Linked DNA regions of Mus musculus: all the other regions are linked to region 1. A link is a contact called in public promoter capture Hi-C data. All regions are on one chromosome and are shown on one strand. The core of a region is the stretch at or near the end of the contact, and the rest is flanking DNA. Distances in the headings are between cores, read along the strand shown. Region 1 holds the start of Il6ra (interleukin 6 receptor, alpha). Region 2 holds the start of Crabp2 (cellular retinoic acid binding protein II). Region 3 holds the start of Rhbg (Rhesus blood group-associated B glycoprotein). Region 4 holds the start of Pmf1 (polyamine-modulated factor 1).

Region 1 (2,802 bases), core at 156-2,655:
CTTAGACTCACAGCTATTCACCTGCTTCTGCTTCCCAAATGCCTGCCCCACCACAGGGAGAGAGAACAACCATGCCTTTCTCTCCGACTTATAGCGTGGCTGAGGAAGTGCCATCAAAACCAATCCCATTGTCCTGGGTACAGGTTTGGTTCTGACATCCACAGAGAGCGGTGGATGCCTAGGTCTGAGGCCAGCATGTTGCTTAAATAAGGTCATGTCTTATTTAGGGGTTCAGCCAGCACACACACATTCCAGTTGCCCCATGGACTCTAATCAGCTGAACCCTGAAATGGAAGAATACATTAAAACATACTGGTGTAGGTCCAGGGCTCCCCATCTACATTTTCTTTTCTTTCTTTTTTTTTTCTTATCCCTTCCCTTCTCCCTCTTGCTCCGGCCCGGCTCGCTCAGGCCCATAGGTTTTATTTGTTTCTCATTACAGATGGTTGTGAGCTACCATGTTGCTGGGATTTGAACTCATGATCTCCGGAAGTCAGTCAGTGCGTTTAACCGCTGAGCCATCTCACCAGCCCTAAATTTTCTTTTCAGTGTGTTTCTTTCCCTCTGCATTTGCATGGGAAGCTGCCCTGTAGCTTCAAGCTCTGTAGCTTGGAAGGGAACCTTGGTGGAGTCTGGTAAATAGCAAACGCCGGTTCCTTTGTGTCCAGTCAAGTCATGATGGGTAATCAAAGCCCTACTCCTTGTTGAGCAGTTAGGCTCCAGGTACATCGACAGTGTTTCCAGGAATCTTTATCATGGGCTTAAAAATACATCTCTAATAGGTGAGAAAACTGAGACTTCCGGATCGGGATAGCAATCTTGAGGAGGGTAACACATGTGTCTCTGGGCCAGACTCAAAAGCGCACACTGGTTTCGTTGCCTCTGCAGTAGCCTTCAAAGAGCTGCTCCTCCACTGGAAGATGAGAGGAAATCTTTTTCTCAGGTTATGGACGCCTAAGTTTTCCTTCAGACCAATTAAATCACAATCTCTGGGCTCGAAGCAGACATCGGTGTCTTTTCGGATTCCCTGTTTGATTCCCGTAAGCACCCAGGACACTGACCTGCCTTCTACTTTAACAGCCAGAGCCACTGGCTGGCGCTCATGAAAGCAAAACTCAAGCGGAGGCGCGGATGGAAGGAAGGAGGGGGATATTTCTCCTTATCTCAGCGTCAAAACCTGGGGAGGGGCCCTGGTGGGGGTCCCTGGGGGCTCAGGTGTGGCGCGGCTGCAGGAAGTAACCCCCTCCGGTGGCCCGGAGCGCTGGCCGATTGCGCCATCCTACTGGGCTTTCGTAACCGCGAGCCGGGGCTGCCAAGAGGAGCTTCAGCACCGGTTCCTCAAATGTTTCACTGTTGCCAGGACGGCCGGCTGCTGTGTGTCACGTGCATGTGGGAAGTCGCGCCCACACCGATCTGAGCCACGCCGGGGCGAGCGCTCGCAGTGCGAGCTGAGTGTGGAGCCCGAGGCCGAGGGCGACTGCTCTCGCTGCCCCAGTCTGCCGGCCGCCCGGCCCCGGCTGCGGAGCCGCTCTGCCGCCCGCCGTCCCGCGTAGAAGGAAGCATGCTGACCGTCGGCTGCACGCTGTTGGTCGCCCTGCTGGCCGCGCCCGCGGTCGCGCTGGTCCTCGGGAGCTGCCGCGCGCTGGGTAAGAGGAACCCGGAGCGGGCGTGGGGAATGTGACACTGTCTGGTTCCGTTCGCAGAGTGAGCCCCGCCGGTACCGGCTGCTAGCCTGGGCTGACTCACCTGTGCTGACGCGGTGGAGGTTCGCGCGCCCCCTGTTGCGTCTAGCGCCTATAACTGCGTGCTCCTGTCTGTGTCTGGCCAGTTACCTCAAGTCTGAGTACAGGACAGTGTGTTTTCCTGAAACCTGACTCTGGTGTCTGGTTCCCAGTGTTCCCAGTCTTACTCAACTGCATCCCGGGTCGCTCCAAAAAGAGATACCCAGAGGGCGCGCCCTAGTGGAACAGTAGTAGTCCCTTCTGGAGAGTCCTTTATGCCACTGGCTCTCTCTGCTTTAGTTGTGGCACCTCGCGTGGCTTTCCTTAGTTCTACTACATTCCATGTCGTGTGTAATGACAGTGACCCGACGGTGAAGGGTCTGACATCATGGGCTCTGAGTCATGGGTGTTCCCGCCTCACAAACTTACTCCTTTAGCCAACTAGCCCTAGCATGCAGAATGCCAACACCCACATCCATCCCAATCCTGTGAGTTTGACAGCAAAGGATGTGGGACCTCTTGGAACTGTGCCTCCGCCCCCTGCCCCAGCCCTCCCTGATTAGCAGGTGGACCAGGCGGAGGGTAGGGTAGGGGCACTGTGTTTACCTTCCTTGCACTCTGCCTTGTAGGTCTAGGCCTCTCTGTGGGCTCTGGCTTCAGGCCCAGCAGCCTGCCTGGTCTCTTCTGGAGGAACTGGGAGACTGCTTCTCTACAGGTTATTTTAGGGGCTGAGGGCTTATTCAACAACATAGAAAGAGCCAAAGGACATGGGGGAGATTTATCCTGTGCTGGTCGTGGGGACAGTGGCTTCCAGGCTTTCTTTCTGCCTGGAAGGTAGAATTCCTCAAGCTTGGTTTGTTACCCCTACCTATATTTTCTTTATATATATATATATAAAGAAAATATATATATATATTAGACAGGCTCTCCCATAACCCAGGCTGGCCTCAAACTTGTGCCTCTTCTGCCTCTATCTCTTGAGTGCTGGGATTTCAGGTATTAACCCACCCTGTATTTTACACGTTTTTAATCCTCTACAGGATTGACATAAAGCTTTGGGAGGAGCCTGAGGTTCAGAGAG
Region 2 (2,802 bases), core at 114-2,613, 2.0 Mb after region 1:
TCTGAAAATTTCTATTCTCTGATCTTTAATTTCGCAAGGGCGGAGCAAGAAAACTGGGTATGACTCTAAGGATCATTGCGGTTAGCTGACACAAAGAGAATGAACAGCGAGGAAAGATGAGAACAGAGGCCCTACTGCCCTCGCAACATTCTTTTTAGCTCCAGACTCACTCTTATACAGTCCCTAGCTCCTCAAGGGTATCCCCTGCTCCCCACCACAGGGCTCCTCTCCAGTGCAGAAATGGAAGGCATGCTGACCCTTAGGCTCTGGGGTAGTTTCCACTCCCTGGGGCGGTTAACTGCATCTCTCCGCAGATGTCTCTCCTTTCCTATACCTTCTAGCTCAGTCGCATCCTAGAGGGTAGTAGAAGGTGGGTAGGGAAAGTCTGGGTGGTTCCTGTGTTCCCACCCTTGGCTAACAGCCCAGTTGCGCAGGGTGCAGCTGGTCTGTGGCGAGGAGGGAGGCAATCCTAGACTTTCGGAAATGGGGATTGGTGTTTCACACGAGGACATTTGTTGAAATCTAAGAAAGTGGTAATTGTCCAGAGCGATTTTAGGGCTTGGGAGCCGGTTGCTGTAGGAAAATATGTCTCACAGGTGGGGGTGGGGTGGGGTGGGGTGGGGTGGGGAGACTGGAGTGGGAAGTGCAAGGTGTGGGGGAGGGTCGGGGAGCTGAAGTGGTGGACCACCTGGTGGGCGGAGCCAAGTGTTGAGGATAATGGACCTGTCGCCTGGATTGGGTTACTGTTAGGGTACGCGGAAAGATCTTGGAATGTCTCCTAGGGGCTCCCTGCCTGGATTCTGGATTCTTAAAGCTCAGAGCCAGGTGCCCTGGTCAGCAGGTCCAGGCGCCGAGGCTAGCCAACCCCTCCTGAGACTAACCTCGTGCTTCTGGTTTCTACTTGCTTCACAGGCTCTGAGTCACCGTTGAAGCTGGCACTGGTGGGCGCCCAGCCTCAGAAAGTAGGATTTAAGAGTCTTGGGCCTGGTGCCCCAGGACCCAGGGTATCCGGCACGCCCCTTTCCTAGGATGCAGGCTCCCAGGTACATTCCCTGATTCGGCCCCCTTCCGTTTATTCGGCCTCTGCTCTAAAGACCCCAGCGCCCTTCTTGTCCTCCCTTCCCAACTCACGAAAACCTCCTTACCCAGAGCTTTTAGCATTTCCTCAAAGTTTTCCGATCGGATGATCTTCCAGTTGCCAGAAAAGTTAGGCATAGTGGCAGCAAGGTGGCTTTCTCTTTAGATCTTCAACTAGAACACTGGACGCTGAGTCCTTTAGGCTAAAGATACTTTGCTGTCTCCTTTGCAGAACAGATCCTTCCACCTGGGGACCAAGCCGCGTGGAGGACAATTGCACAGCCGCTGGGCGCCAGAGCTCTAGGCTTTTATACCCAGCTGGTGCATGAGGCGGCCCCGCCCCCGCCCCGCCTTCCACACCACCTGGGGGCCCTGCTCTGTGACCACTTCACCCCCATCCTTTCCGGAATCCCTCCTGTTTCTAGAAATGTGGGTGGGTCCAGGGTTCTCCAAGAGCCAAGATACCCTTCTCCCGCATCAGTAGGCGGACCGAGAAGCGTCAGAAGGCAAGAACGGGGTTTGTGCCTCTGGCAAGAACAGGGCACGGCTCTCGCCTGGGTCACGGATGCTCTCTCGGCCTGCAGGGCGAACACAGGTCCCGTTTCACCAGTTCCCTAGTAGTTCTCTACCAGATTTGGTGCTCTGGACAGCTCAGCTCCAGGCATCCGGAGACCCCACTAGCGCAAGAATTGTCCCCCCCCCCCCCCCCCGGCAACCGGCAGTCGAAATGGACTCAATGAAACAGCTCGGAATTCAAGCGTTCTTTTGGGTGACAGGGAGGTGCTGCTCTGTCCTCCACCCCTTGACTCAGCTCTGGGTTCAAGTAGTGCCTGGGGACGCCTGAAGTGAGCACAAGGCAACTCATTCATTCCTCTCCAAGCCCTGGACGGACAATGAAGGGTTAAGCAGGAGCCCCCGGCTCGAGGCTAGAAGGGCAGAGGTCACAGCCAATCACTTGACACGACTCTTTTATTAAGGCGCTTTCTCGGTGGCTACGCTTCCCTGGGCCCCCTGGGCCACAAGGAGGGGGAGAAAGACGCCAAGCGCCCCCCACCACCCCCCACCCCCACCCCGCGGCTTGCCGCGTTGCCTCCGGGGTTGGGGGAAGGCTGACTGTGTGGGGAGGGGGTGGGTCTGAGACGTCCCTATCTAGAGCTGAAAGTGCGGTGAATCAGCCTCTCCGAGGCTGATTTTTACGTGGGTGAAACCCTAGTGGAAAGACAGCGAGACAGCAGAAAGGACAGGAGCGGCCTCGGAGGCACGCGGGTAACCCAAAGCCAGAAACAACGTTGCTCTGTGCTGGAGCTACAAGTGTTTGCCCTTTCTTTGGCATTCGCCCTCAGTCTCCCGGGGCTATCCCCGTAGTCCCCTCAGGATCTCAAACAAGGTCCCTGCCTGGCCCCTTCTCATCTAGGTGGCCAAGGTTGGAACAGGCAGCCCTGACCTGGTGAACTGGGGACTTGGCAGGCTTTGGTTGGGGAGTGGAACTGAGCTGAGGACAGGGCCTGAAGGATTAACCTCACTCAGAGGCCAGACAGTGTCACTCGAGTCAGGTCTTCATCGAGGCAATCCCGAATAATGGGGTGTGGAAAACTTGAGAGGATGAGGGAGGAAGGCTGCCTCTCAGAAGGGCCTCTGGATCGCCGCTCTCCCCACCCCCCACCCCACCACCAACACTCAGAAGGGAGTGGGACAAGTCGGCCTGAGTCTAGGACTCTAAATTTT
Region 3 (2,802 bases), core at 190-2,689, 1.7 Mb after region 1:
GCTGACCATATGTTGGCCCAGTTCTTCTGTCTTTCCAAAGGAACTTCTGAAGCCCTCCCCTGACTCAGCGATTGAAGAGCTAACATCTGCTAGGCTGGGACCTTCAGGGCCTAAGCCCGTTATATCCTTGTACTAGACTATCTGGTTCCAACCCTAGGACCTAGCCCAGGGTAGACACTACATGAGTATTTATTGAGTGAATGAATGAAGAAGAGAAAAGGGGGAAGTCAGGCCCTGGAGGAGTTGTAGATGAAGGGAGGTATGGAGTTAAGAGGAGGTTAAAATCAGACCACAGCTCTCTCTTCCCCTTTCTCTAGTTCTGGGGGTATAGAAGGCTCTTCCTCCCAGACCTGCTGGAACCACCCAAGCAACTACTGACACCAAGCAGGGCTCAGGAGTCACACCTGGGACAGGAGATGGCCCCCGCAGGGGGTGACCCATAGATGCTGAGTCTTTATGCTTAACCTTCCTGCTGACTGAAGAGTGATGGAGAGTCTCTGGACAGGGCCCACATGGACCAGCTGGGAGCTGTGTCACCAGAGGCTGATCTCTGGTCTTTCATGTGCCTGGCTGGACCCTTGGCACAGGAAACCAGACAGCTAGAATCCAGGTGTCCTCCCAAGTCCACAAAAAAGGCAGGGGCAGAGGCTCAGGTCCCTGCTGAGACAGTGGAAGAACTGGACAATGAGCAGAGGGTTAGCAAGCTATCCTACTGTCCCTGCACCTGTGGACTGCAGGTTTCAGAACCAAGAGTACCAGTGTCCCTACCGGCTAGAGTCCTTCAGGGACCATGGCTGTTGGAGCTGTAATCTCAGCTCAACTTAAGGTGGTAGAGGCTGGGGCCCGAGAGATGGCTCAGCAGTTAAGAGCACCCACTGCTCTTCCAGAGGTCCTGAGTTCAATTCCCAGCAACCACTTGATGGCTCACAACCATCTGTAATGGGATCTGATGATCTCTTCTGGTGTGTCTAAAAAGAATGGCAGTGTACTCATAAAATAACTAAATACATCTTTAACAACAACAACAACAACAACAAAGGTGGTAGAGTGGTAGAGGCAACTGCTTCTGAGAGGGGCCATCTGGTTTATCTCTACAGCCAGGCAACGGAAGATCTCAGCATTAATCCGATTCCTTCCTATTAACCGAGGGAAACCAGGTAGGACCTTTAAAGGATACTAGCTTCTTGGATGCCAATCTCTCACACCAGGTTTAAAGGGGCGAGTACCTTTCCCCCTCTCTCCACCCTCTGGCAGCTGGGGCACAGTTGGGGAAGCTCACACATCACCGGTGCCTCAGCGGGGCCATGGGAAACAGGACCTGACCTGCGGGGCTAATCCCTGCCAACCTCGAGCTGAGGGGTGGGGCTCCCCAAGGAGCAGCACGGCCTCCGGGGGGCGGGGCCTCACCTTTGCGGTGGCAGGAGTCAGCTTGGCCGGCACTGCCCTGCCGGAGACCGGGAGAACACAGCCGCGTTCATGGCCCGCGTTCCCCGCCACCGGCGCCTGGTCCTGCCGCTGCTGTGCCTGCTCTTCCAAGGCGCCACTGCCCTCCTCTTTGCTATCTTTGTCCGGTACAACCACGAAACCGACGCTGCCCTGTGGCACTGGGGCAACCACAGTAACGTGGACAACGAGTTTTACTTTCGCTACCCAAGTGAGTGCGGGCGAGGGCGTGGGAAGCAAAGCCTCTAAGTCCCGGGTGTGTAGGGAAGGGCGTTGATGGGTACTCCTGCCACCAAGATGACTGCCGGGGCTTTAAAATAGTCCCCTTTCTCTAGTGTCCCTCTTGTTCCAGGCACTGCTGGGGATGGCACATGCTCTATCTCAGGCTGAGGAGAGGTAAGGCTCAGTCAGAGTCAGGGTCAGACAGTAAGGGGAGCTGGGGCTTCAATCCAGTTGTAAGTGGCCCCAGTGTTAGCTACTGTCTCACCTTCCGTTGGGGCTAATTTGACTTTGTCTAGGAGTCCAGCTTGACCACAGGAAAGAGAATCTTGGTGGGACTGCCAGGTAGGGTGCCAGAGGAGACGAGGGAGAACTAGGTGTGAAATTCCCACATGTTCAGGCGTCGAAGATTGGTTTCAGCACAAACACTCCAGGTTTGAGAGTGAGAGGACCCTGGACCCATTTGCCAGTTTCAAGGCCAGTGTGAGGCGGGCTAGGGCTGTGCTCGGTGCTGCACTATTATCTCATCTCACAGTTTAAGGTGGCTGCGGGGTGCCCATTATCACCCACCAAGGATCGCACAGCTAGAATAGCGCTTACACATCATAAACTTGACCACTGACCATTTGCCTCCTGACAAGGTTCTGGACAGGGAGTTAACCCCCTCATGGAGACAGAGCATTTCCTTCGAGGTTGTAACTGAGGCACTGGACATCTGGGACCAAGCACACTGCCCCTCCCTCTAATGCCCAAGTCAACCTTCTCTAGTTCCAGTTCCTCATCCAAGTGCCAGGAAGAAGCTGGGGGTGATGGTTTGTGCCTGTAATCTCAGTGCTCCAGTAGTGGAGGAGGGATGATCTGGAGTTCAAAACCAGCCTCAGCCACACTGTGAATCTGAGACCAGATTGAGCTAACAAAACTCTGTCTCAAACGAACAAACAAACAAACAAACAAACACCAAAAAGGAGTGAGGGAAAATGTCTGTTTGAAGGGCATGCAAAAAGCAACAAGGCTATTAAACCCACTTTCTGCCGCTGAGCTGTTGACAGGCTGTCCCCACCTCACCCTGCCCTTTCCCAGCAATGGGGACATAAAGGGCTAAGGGAGACTTTGAACTGTGCCAGGAAGCACCAGACCCCC
Region 4 (2,802 bases), core at 176-2,675, 1.5 Mb after region 1:
AGCCCGAGGCAGCAGTGCCACAGGCACACCTGCCACCCAGATGAATAGCAACAGGTGTCTCACAGTGGGACTCTGGAATATGAACTATCCTTTTTTTTCTTGTCCTTGGTTGTGAAGTATCATCCCAGTCATGGTACCCTGTGCTGGCAACAGAAAAAAAAAAAAAATACAGTCAGGAAGGCACCCAAGGCCAGGTCCACCTGGTTACCAGCCTCTTACTGCCAAAACCATTGATGCTTTCCTCAGGAGCGTCCCTCTTCCCTGCCTCTACTGAGCCTGTGTTGGTGGCAGAGAGGCACATCCAGGAATGGGAGGGAAGAAAGCAGGCAGATCTTGCTCTTCAGCCTGGGAGATGCTTGGGAAATGCCATGGTGCCAAATTGGAAGGTGCTAACTGAAGCCTTCATGTTTCTCACGGCTGCTCCACATTCTTCCATCCTGACTTGACCCAGTCTCCACACACACACCTCCTACTACTCGCTGTAGTCTGTATTTGTTTCCTTCTGAGCCCTCTACTAATGTCTCAGCATTTTGGTTTGTTTTTTGAGACAGGGTCTCATATATCCCAGGCTGGGTTTGAATTCATTATGTAGCAGAGGGTAGCCTAGAACTCTTCATCTTCCTCCACCTCCTAAGTTCCAGGTTTACAGGACGCCGCCAGGCCCCACTTCCTGCACTTTATTGAGAGAGCCCTTCAATCTTGCCCATAGTCATCTGAAGGGTGAAGCCCACAGATCATTTTAAATCCTTTCGCTCCTCACCTCTACCTTAAGACCTATCAATACAGTGGAGCAAGGGCCCCTCTCAGGCTTTCACTATCAAGACCTTTGTGATTGGACAGCTCTGCTCTTTGGTCTTTCCTAACGGGGCAGAGTGTGGACATAGGTTCCTCCCACCTTTCATACCTTAGGTTACTCCTTCCCGACTTTTCTTGTCCGGTGTTTAAGCCTCTCCCTTTCTTGTCCTATCTCCCTTTCCTTCTTTCCCCTTGTGTTTGAAAGGACCTTGGATATAAAGGTAAAAGGCACCCCCGTGTCGGAACTCCTACTCTCCCAAGGTCAGGGTCTGGGATTGGCCTTGGTGAAGATGAGCCAGTGGGCGGCCATTTTTCCAAAACTGGAGACCAAAACAGCTAGAAATGTTGACCCATTGGTCAACACACAAATTAGAAACTCGGCAAGACAGGAGGGCTGGATAGAGGCACATGGGAAAGAATGCACATTCAGCATTAGCTAGAAATGGACTCGAGGAGATTAGCTGCGAATATTCACTGTTGCACTGTATGAGATCTTTGAAATGTAATTAAAAGTTTTTATTGAGCCCCTAAACTCTGGCTTTTGGGTTTTGTTTTCTGCCCTTCCCCCCCTCCCTCCCCCCGGAGCTGAGAACTAATTCCTCGTCCTCGGCCACTGCCCCGCCCCATCCGGCTCCGTGACGGGCATTCCGCGGCCTCCAATCGGAGGTCCTGTTGGGAGGAGCTGCAGGGCCAGTTTATTTTGGCGGTTCAATTTCAACATGGCTGAGGTGAGCCGAGATAGCGAGGCTGCGGAAAGGGGGCCTGAGGGCTCCTCTCCGGAAGCTGTGCCAGGGGACGCGACCATCCCCAGGGTGAAACTCCTGGACGCCATAGTAGACACTTTCCTCCAGAAGCTAGTCGCCGACAGGAGGTAGGTGGCGACCAATGGGGAGAGGTGGCGGGAGGTCTGTCGCAGGATCGTAAGTCCCGCGAGATACGCTTGGCGCAGTCACGTGGGCGACCCGCCGCGGTGGAGCAGGGCTGCTCCCCTGAAACCTCTCGCCGCGGTTTGCGGAGGAGTAGAGGGAAGGTCGGATTGCAGTTGCTGTCTTCTCCACCGTCCCGCAAGGCAGCAGCCTGGGGCCCGCGGCAGCCTTAGGGCAGCCGACGTCCTTCCCCAGAGGTCATCTGCTTACGTAGACCTAACGCGCCAGGGCGCCAGATGAGCGCAGAGCTCTGCTGGCTGGAGCGCGCGGGAGGTGGCAAGCACTGAGCTTGCAGTCTTTTTTTTTTTTTTTTTTTGAGAAAGGATTTCTCTGTAGCCCTGGCTGTCCTGGAACTCACTCTGTAGACCAAGCTGGTCTCGAACTCAGAAATGAGTGGCTGTCCTTACAGGCTGGTGTGCCAGGCCTCATAACCAGGAATGTCCTGGGCTCAGTGGTAAGAGCACTCGTTGATCTTGCAGATCTTGCAGCGCACCTACATGGTGGTTCACACCCACTTGTAACTCCACTTCCAGGGGATCTGACACTATTCTGGTGGGCATTAAGCATGTACATGGTGCAAATACATACGTGCAGGCAAAATACCTAGACATAAACATGACCGAATCAAATTAACATTTTAAAAAAAGGAATGTTAGCCGGGCAGTGGTGGCGCAAGCCTTTAACCCCAGCACTTGGGAGGGAGAGGCAGGCGGATTTCTGAATTTGAGGCCAGCCTGGTCTACAGAGTGAGTTCCAGGACAGCCAGGGCTACAGAGAAACCTTGTCTCAAAAAAAAAAGACTATAGGCTCAGTGCTCGCCACCTCCCATGCCTTCCCGCTCCAGCCAGCAGAGCTCTAGTGACTTCCACAGTGACTAGAGGAAGACTGGACATGCTGGCTTCAGGTGGACCTCAAATTCTTGCCCTGCTGTCCTTTTCGTTGGCCTGGCTAAGGCCCAACTGCCAGAAGTGCCAATCTTAGGTTTCACAATATAAAGATGCAGTCGCACATGGCCCTGCTATCTGCACTCCCCTGCCTTGTCTCTCCAAAAGCGAAATCTTTTTTTTTTTGGTCCTGGCAG

The links. Promoter capture Hi-C pulls out the DNA fragments that hold promoters and counts their contacts.
Region 2: a promoter capture Hi-C map of liver shows a contact between it and region 1, with 2.4 times the contacts expected there. The contact joins the promoter of Crabp2 here to the promoter of Il6ra in region 1. A contact is called at or near these places in 2 of 39 promoter capture datasets (hippocampal neurons and liver).
Region 3: a contact with region 1 is called in a promoter capture Hi-C map of pre-B cells, with 5 times the contacts expected there. The contact joins the promoter of Rhbg here to the promoter of Il6ra in region 1. A contact is called at or near these places in 3 of 39 promoter capture datasets (liver and pre-B cells) and 1 of 115 datasets of contacts at active chromatin or transcription factors (pancreatic cancer cells).
Region 4: a contact with region 1 is called in a promoter capture Hi-C map of pre-B cells, with 2.2 times the contacts expected there. The contact joins the promoter of Pmf1 here to the promoter of Il6ra in region 1. A contact is called at or near these places in 2 of 39 promoter capture datasets (liver and pre-B cells) and 1 of 115 datasets of contacts at active chromatin or transcription factors (pancreatic cancer cells).

What each region holds. Positions count from the first base shown.
Region 1 is chr3:89,911,799-89,914,600 of GRCm38.p6, reverse strand. Il6ra (interleukin 6 receptor, alpha) reads left to right here and starts at 1,405. Exons shown (of 10, transcript NM_001310676.1): 1 at 1,405-1,646. The coding sequence starts at 1,562.
Region 2 is chr3:87,947,254-87,950,055 of GRCm38.p6, reverse strand. Crabp2 (cellular retinoic acid binding protein II) reads right to left here and starts at 1,363. Exons shown (of 4, transcript NM_007759.2): 1 at 1,146-1,363. The coding sequence starts at 1,215.
Region 3 is chr3:88,253,321-88,256,122 of GRCm38.p6, reverse strand. Rhbg (Rhesus blood group-associated B glycoprotein) reads left to right here and starts at 1,439. Exons shown (of 10, transcript NM_021375.3): 1 at 1,439-1,654. The coding sequence starts at 1,477.
Region 4 is chr3:88,409,020-88,411,821 of GRCm38.p6, reverse strand. It overlaps Pmf1 (polyamine-modulated factor 1), which reads left to right and starts at 1,425. Exons shown (of 5, transcript NM_025928.4): 1 at 1,425-1,666. The coding sequence starts at 1,515. Slc25a44 (solute carrier family 25, member 44) reads left to right here. Exons shown (of 4, transcript NM_178696.5): 4 at 1-1,328.